2 separate regions of the Anser cygnoides genome follow, and region 2 is linked to region 1. Evidence: chromatin contacts called from public Hi-C data. All regions are on one chromosome and are shown on one strand. The core of a region is the stretch at or near the end of the contact, and the rest is flanking DNA. Distances in the headings are between cores, read along the strand shown. Region 1 overlaps LDLRAD4 (low density lipoprotein receptor class A domain containing 4). Region 2 has its middle 45 kb from the start of LDLRAD4.

Evidence for each region. A called contact is a pair of places that touch in the nucleus more often than the background predicts.
Region 2: a contact with region 1 is called in a Hi-C map of liver, with 1.9 times the contacts expected there. The contact joins two enhancer-like sites. A contact is called at or near these places in 2 of 7 Hi-C or Micro-C datasets (both in liver).

What each region holds. Positions count from the first base shown.
Region 1 is chr2:107,395,836-107,399,924 of Taihu_goose_T2T_genome, forward strand. The region is part of intron 3 of LDLRAD4 (low density lipoprotein receptor class A domain containing 4); the gene reads right to left. It overlaps LOC136790163 (a long non-coding RNA gene), which reads right to left. Exons shown (of 2, transcript XR_010829602.1): 1 at 1-4,089. Among named protein-coding and RNA genes, the nearest start is that of LDLRAD4, 120 kb to the right of the region's middle. Within about 2 kb of position 2,101, at least 2 of the 3 cell types and tissues checked have open chromatin away from gene starts, as enhancers often do. A contact at or near this core is called in liver, where this site is marked.
Region 2 is chr2:107,562,927-107,567,015 of Taihu_goose_T2T_genome, forward strand. No RefSeq gene overlaps it. Among named protein-coding and RNA genes, the nearest start is that of LDLRAD4, 45 kb to the left of the region's middle. Within about 2 kb of position 2,290, at least 1 of the 3 cell types and tissues checked has open chromatin away from gene starts, as enhancers often do. A contact at or near this core is called in liver, where this site is marked.

The DNA of each region.
Region 1 (4,089 bases), core at 851-3,350:
CAAAATTCAGTAGGTGCACAAATTCCAGGGGGAAACACAGCAAGTCCATAGGAAACAACTGTGGGTACAGTGCAAAACGTCTGCATCCACTCTCTGTTTCTGAAGTACATGAATATGCACTTTCCTCTGTATAAAACAACCAATTTTCTGTTTGGAAAGTGCAAAGTGATAATTAATGTACAAGGTTAAAGAGAAAGGAAAACAAAAAATCTTTCAAGGATGCAGCAAGAGAAATTTCTGCCGGAGGCTACATTAGCCAAAATAAGAATGTCCACTGCACAATATCTAATTTCATGCATGACTGCTGCTCTGGGTCACAGCTCTACACTCTCTCCCTCTGAAGCTTCCTCATTCACCCCTCTACCCCAGCCTAAAACACTGTTATTTATAAACTGCTTGGAAAACTGGTGTCCCAACAGCCTCACAGGTTTTATAAACAAATGTATCTGTCTAACCTCATACTGAATTTATAGCATTTTTCAACCAAAAGGAGTAAACAAGATGATGCACAAGGCCATTACTTCATGATTCAGGCAGAATGGAGAGGAGCATTATTGACAGATGAGAAATTACTCCTATTTTTGCCGGTAAAATTAAGAACTCTGCTGGAGCAAAATGAAAACTCCTTCCAATTTCCATTAAAATGATTTTTTTCTTAAATAACAAGAATTCAGGTTCACTTTAGGGAAACCATCCTTAGGGCCAACCGAGGTATGGTTTATCAGGACAAACATTCTTGTTTTTTCTATTTCAGTTCAGGAACAGCAAAATTGCTCAGATATATCCTATCCATCCTGGGGGTCAGAACTTTCTGACAAAATTAAATGAGGGCGATAGCTAGGCTCCGGAACAACAGCTTTAGGGTTGGCTTACACAGGACAGTGTAGTAACATGTATGAGCACTGAATTAACTTGGATTTACCTATCCTTATTAGCATGAAATTTTCCTAGACTAATACAATCGTGTTTCTGACACCCAGAAAGTTAGTGTGGGTATCTGACCAATCATAACTGCATCAGCATGGACACAGCCTTGGATGTTATGCTGCACAAACAGGATGATTCACCAATTTCAGTGATCAGTGGACACTCTGCATAGGAAAATCAGGCACAAACTACAAGGGAAGGGAAAATAAATCTATTAAGAACTAGTTCTGTGCACCTGCGGAATTGCCACGATTTCAAGTAAGGTAAGCTGCAAACAGCAGCTTTATCTGTCTAGACTAAAGGTTTAGACTGGCTTGCAATCAACAGCTTCAAATAAGGCAAATCTCCAGGACAGGAAGATGAAAAACGAAGGAGGAAAAAATCAGTACAAGAAAATTCCTTTAAAGATATGGCATATCTTCACAGAACCCCAGCACGGCTGAGGCTGTCAGGTCCCTCTGGAGGCCCCCTGCCCCAGCCCCCTGCCCCAGCAGGGCCACCCAGAGCAGGGTGCCCAGCACCACGTCCAGGCGGCTTCTGAAGGTCTCCATGAGGAGACCCCACGGCCTCTCTGGGCAGCCTGTGCCAGTGCTCGGCCACCCGCACAGCACACAAGTGCGGCCCGGTGCTCAGAGCTGTGCCCGCTGCCTCTTGTCCTGCCACTGGGCACCACTGCAAGGAGCCTGGCTCCATCCTCATTGCACCTTCCCCTTGGATATTTACAGACATTACAGATCCCCCAGAGCCTCCTCTTCTCCAGGCTGAGGAGCTCTCAGCCTCTCCTCACAGAAGAGGTGATCCAGGATCATCTTCATGACTAATGGATTCTCTCTCCAGTGTGTCCACATCTCTCCTGTGCTGGGGAGCCCTAAAAGACACTTCCCAAATGACAGTACATCAGTCTGAAAGTTGTAGACTTCACTAAATCCCAAATAGTAAAGAGCGAAAACTTACTTGAGATTTACTCAGAGATATGAAGCTTTATTTTTGTTTGTTTTAAGGGGTCTATACTACTGTCAGACCCACCAAAAAAAAAAAACAAAAAACACAACAAACAACAAAAAAAACAGCACTGAAGTCACTAACCAATAAAAACTTTGATGCATACCAGAGACAGAATTATACATCTTTCTCACACGATTTATAGCTGCCTTCTAGAAAAGGCTTGAAAACTACTAAAATGGAAAGTTTATTAAATTGTTTACTTCTCAAATACATTCTGAAGCAAAAATAAACGCATTGCCAGCTGGTGTTCCTGCGCTCTCTGCAAAGAATCAGTGTTCGACACTTATCTCATAGGACCCAAAATTCTTCTTTCTGGCTGTTTTTCCCCTCTGTTGTCAGTTTTTTTCCTAACATTTCCTCTTTAAAAAAGCTAGATCAATAAATAAATTCTTGACATAGCTGTTTGCATAACATCATGAACATTGTGGGAGAACACAACACGATCCTTAACCTCCCCCTCACTGCCAAGGGCAGCTTGGGCTTGGAGCGATGCCACGACAGGGAACAAACCATGGCAGGGCACTGCCCCGCCGTGTCCCAGACCTGAAGCCCCAGGTGCCCATCCTCTTTGAAAGGAAAAATACCCTTACCCTTTAAAAGCTGTATCTTTTGAAACTTGAAAGAAGTGAGGGAAATAGGGGAAAGAAGGCATATGCCAGACTCCTCTTTTCTATCCAGAAGGAAGTAACTTGATAAATGATTGCTAAAACCAACATTTTAATGAAACCAAAGACAGAATATCAACTTTCAAACTACTCCTTTGCCTGAAATTCTAACAGCACAAAAATTGCCAACCTATGCTGGGGAAAAATAACAGCAAGGATATGTTAGACTTGTTCTGACTTACCAGTAAGTTATTTATAACACCCTTCAAAATTTTGGAAGGTTATATTATGGAGTCCAAGTTGTATTGTCTATTGTTTTACAGCCAGGTGCAGGAAACTAAAGCAGAGCCAGCATGCTTGCTGGAAAAAACAAAACAAGGCAAAAAAAAAACAAAAAACCCTCTGGATTGCAGAAGTTGCTTTTTTTGCATTCTTAAGTCAGTGCTATGCGCTTGGGTACTTTTCTCACATAGTTTAGCAAATGTAGGTATCCCGTGAACTAACCATAAGTGGAGACACCCCATCATTTTTCTTAGGCGTATTCTATAAATGCCAGAGACCATCTTTGAAGAGAAACTCCAAATTTACCTTCAAATTGTTTTGTCTTGCTAGCTGAGTTCATGTTGAAGATGGATATAATTTAAAGCAGTTTCGCTGTTTGACTAAGGATTGGGCAAGTCAAGTTTTCTGCAGTAGTCTCGTCTCTGCACTTCAAACCAGAGACAAGAAGTCTTCTTGCTTTTCTGAACAGAAAAATAATAGAAAATGATTTGGTCTGTTCTTTATTCTTCCTCAGTTCTTGCAGAACAGAACTAAAGTCACCCATTAAAGACTTGTCTCATCTACTAGACAGAGCATTCCCCGTGTCCTAAAGAGATAAAGAAACCCAAGTAGGAACAGCACAAACACTGTGAATAATAAGGGATTTTATATTTTAATCTAGATGAAATAACACTGTCTTCAACAAACAGATGCCAAGTGCGATACCTTTTTCGTGCAGCAGACTGTTTAACAACCACAATGTAATTATAAGACAGCTGCCAATTCTGAACGGGATGCTTTTCCGATCTTGCACAGTAATAGCCAAAATTTTGCTTAATTTTAGCATAAGGGCAGGTAGTCCAACACAGCGCCTGTGTCTGAGGAAGTTATATTTATGTACCACTTATCTGCTCTTCCCCTCAGAAAATTCATTACCTGGTTTTCCTTCCTGCTTACCCTTAACCTCAACTTCCAGAAAAGTATCAAATTCCACTTACACAGTGTTCTTTATAATTAGACACAAATTATTGAAAAAGTTCAATTATAACATTTTTGCCGTAGCATCTAAAAATGCTAGATATTAATAAAACCTTTAATCACCCTGAGGAAACACTGTGCTATTCACAAGTCTGTTCTACATTTTAAATTCCTCTGAGAAGAAAGAAATGCAATGACCAATATACTGATTATTACTATGTACTTAGCCATCATTTCATGAAGTCAAAATGTTGGGCTACGATACTTTTATACTGTTCAGAATACACCTGCCAATGAAATTTTCATCTGTGAT
Region 2 (4,089 bases), core at 1,040-3,539, 170 kb after region 1:
GTACATATTAGAAGTCTGGCAAAAATAAGATTATGTTTGGTGGGAAAGAAATTTTTAGCTATCTAGGCTGCCTTTGCTTAGACATCAACCTTCTAGGCAAGACGGCTATTCTTAAAAATAGCTGTCAACTGAGAAAAGAAAATGTATATGTATGAATCATTTCACTACAGGGTTGGATTCCCAGCAACTGATGCACCACTGTTCTGGCATCAGTGCCTTTAACGAGCAGCTGATACTAGCTTGGTGCCATTGAAGAATTTCACGGTTACCACAGAACCAATCTGCAAAGATATTCGTCTCCATACTCCTAGAAGTATTTGTATTCCCTAACTGGCAATTCATTCGCAAGGAGCGGTTTTAAACTATTAGAAACCAGAGACAGAAGAAAAAGAAAAGAAAAAAAAAAAAAAAACTTTTCCAAGGCCACTCGTAAGTTAAATGCAAGAACCATTTCCACCAATACAAGAGTTGGTGGGCAGGCATGCGTTTTTTAGCACTTCAATTCTCTCAAAAGTAATTTAATTCAATACAATCTCTCAGACACTTCCTTTTTTTTTTTTTTTAATAATAATTTACTTATTTCTGATTTACATATCCTGAAAGTACTCCCAATGATTTTAGACAGCATCACTCAAGTGCAACCAGTTCTTGGTGGTAGGGTAGCAGCCGCTAGAGAGAATACTGCAGGGCAGCTGTAAAAAAGAGAACTAAAGTTTGGACAAGAAAATTAGAGGGGAAACTTCATTCTCATTCAAAATAAATAAATAAATAAATAAATAAAACAGACACGGTACCTTCAGTGAGCAGAAAACTAACAACAACTCATCTTTTCAGGTCTCGCCTTAATGGTCCTACGCAGAAAAAACAGCATTTTATCTGCTTAAAAATCACAAAGGGACAGGTTATCTCTAAACTGTTAGGTTAGACTACTGCTCAATGATTTGCATCTCACTAAATGTAATTCTGCTATGCCTCAGTCTTGAATCCCAATTTCCTTCTACTCCTGCAGCTTCCACCGAAGGCTGAACTCAAGCTTCATCAGCCAAACGCTGCCTAGTGCCTGTAATGTTTCAATTAACATAAACCAATGGTCTGTAATATACTGTCTCACATTGTTAACTCATTCTGTGTTACGCATTCATCATCATTTAGGCCTGCACGGGCATCTTAATTTACCGGCGAATACCAATGTGCTTTATGTGTATGCAGCAATGGTCTTCACGTACCCAAGAATCAGAATTAAATAAGATGATACAAACGCAGAATATATAAGAAGATGTAATTTTACTTCTGTACATAACCGCATACTTGACGCATTCCGATGTCAGTTCTCCTCACACTGCTCGCTTTATGTATCGCAGTAACTTAATACCTGGTGCTACCACCCCGGCACAGACATGGATGGGGAGAGCACCATCGCTATTCAGTGAACGTGGACGTGGGGAGGTCGGTCAGAGCGCTCCCCAGCAGCGCGCTGTCCTCCCAGCAAACCTTCCCCTGGTACTCACAGCCACGAAGCCCTAATATTTATATTCTCATTAGGGGGACCATACGCGTGTGCACCACACGCACAGTTATTCATCTCTACTCAACAGTGCACCACCCGTTGTTTGACCGATTCTGGGTTGTTGCAAGGAGCACGTTTCCTACAAGCCTCACCCAAGAAGCGACGCGGGGAGGCAGAAGACAAGTCTTGCCGTACGAACACCACTCAGGGGCTGAGGGATGAAAAGCCAAAGGCGCCTTCCAGAAAGGTACATTACTGTACTTAGGCAGCATCTATGTTCTTACCTCGTCTGTGCCTACCGGTAATTGCCTCTCGGGCTTTCTTACTGATGAAAACTCTCTCCCTTCTCAGCTATAGCCTCAGACGGAAGGCGCTGCACACTCTTCGTGCTACGTGGTGCACCTTGCCATTCCCCACACGTTTAATGCAAAAGTTTTTCTGCTTGCAAGCACAGATAAACCTCTCAGTTTTCCTTCCTGACAGGAAGATAGCCATGCTTTAAATCAATAAAACTTTTACGACACCAAACGCTATTTCTAGCGGCATATAAAATTATTCACCAGATCCCTCCTGCTCTCTCGCACAGCCATCACTTGCTACTCACAAAAGGGTCTGAACCGTTCTGGAGAGGAAGATCCCAGCAAAGCCTTTACGGCTGTGGGCACTCATTTAAGAATATGCACCCCCAAGTGAAGAAAAAAAAAAAAAAAAGTTACTTTTGCATTTTGCCTGCTTCCTGTTTATTCCCCGGCGAAGCCTACCCACAGCGGTGCGCTCGCCCCCTCCCCAGAGCCACCCACCTACACGCCGGGGAGCCCGGCTCGGAGGTTTGGGATGCACGCATCCAACGCGAGGGCTGCGGGCAGACCCGGCAGGCAGGGCTACACTTCTGCTAATAAACTTTAAAAAAAAAAAAGGGGGGGGGGAGGAGGGGGGGTCACTTTGTCAAATATAGGTCATTTGTGCGCCAAGGCGGCAGCCCCCCCGCTCCTTGTCCTTGCTGCCAAAGTTGCCTGCCCGGAGCGCGGCCCCTGCCGGGGGGGGGGGGCAGCACGGGACCATAAAATCCCGGGTCCCCAAAACCCCGGAGCGATCTCGGCGATCCGGCCTCGATCAGCTCCCCGGGGGCCACCCCCCCCACCCCGGGCCCCCCCCCAGCCGCTCCCCCCCGGTGCCCCCCGCACTCACCTCCCCCGGCCCCCGCCGAGCGGACGGGGCGCCCGCCGCCCCCGGCAGCCTCCCTCGGCGCGCTGGGGCTGGCTCCGCGGCTGCCTCCAACTCATCCCCAGCCTCGCCGCCGCCGCCGCCGCCTCCTCCTCCTCCTCCTCCTCCTCCTCCCCCCGCCCTGCCCGCCCCGCTGGCTGCCGCCTGTCTGCGGCGAGTCTGGCTCTGGCGGCCGGGCGCGGGGCCGCCGGCGCGAGGGAGGGAGGAGGAGGAGGAGGAGGAGGAGGAGGAGGAGGAGGAGGAGGAGGAGGAGGAGGAGGAGGAAGCGGGGGAGGGGCGGCTGTGCTCCTTCCCCTCCCTTCCTCTCCCCTCCCCTCCCCTCCCCTCCCCGCCCGGCTCGGCACAGCCCGGCTCGGCGGCCCACACCGCCCCCTGCCGGGGGGATGAGCTGCGGCCCCCCCAAAACGCCCCTTATCCCTCCCCCCACCTCCCCAAATTTTGGGGTGAGGTGAGAGCAGCCAGCCCGAGGCTCCCCCCTCCCTCCGCAGCCGGTGCTGAAGGCAGGGTTGGCACGGCACGGTGTTGGGGGGGGGGGGGGGGGGGGGTTGGCTCCGGGCTCGATTTTGTCCCGTGCAGAATGAGAAATTTTGTGACATCTCCAAAAAATGTTGCCAGACAGGAAAACCCCGTTCCGGGCACGGCCCCACAGGCACGAACCCAAGGCAGGGTTCGGCCCCGCCTCGCAGAAGGAAGGCAGCGCTCACCCGCAGGTGCTGTCCAGCTTTGGGCTGGTAACAGCCGCAGTAACGCCACCCAGCCTCCTGCCACCATCCCGCTCCTCGTATCTCCGTGACCCCCCCGTGGGACACAGGGCTGTGACACCCCTCGGCAACCTGACCCTCGGCTGTGCCCAAGCCGGGTGGCAACAAGTGCAACAGCCACAAGCTGTAAGTTTAAACACCAAAATATTGACGCACACCATTACCACGGGGAAAAGAATCCCTCTTTCCACAAATTCACATCGTCAGTCTCAGTCCACATTCCCATCCACGAGGGGCTCTGAATATTTTCCCTTCCTTACCGTACGTGTGAGCCAGGAAGGAACAGGAGAAGTAGCAGGGAGTGGATAACACCATGAGCTCTCTTACTTTAAGCATGTGCCTGTTGAACTCAAATGTGCTTCTGAAGTTGAGGTGGTTTCCTTTCTGGCCTCACCTCTGTCCAGTGTCAAGCTGAAGGGAAGGTGCAAGTCTGCCGGCAGGAGACGGGAAGCCATCAGGACGCTGCTCCGGCAACCCAGGGCCAAGGAGGCCACGCTGTGAAGATCACAAGGGCCAAGGCCCTCAGCTTGAGCTGGGGTCACCAGGTGAGACAGAAAATGGGGAAGCAAGGGATCAATGCCAAAGGAGAGAAACAGC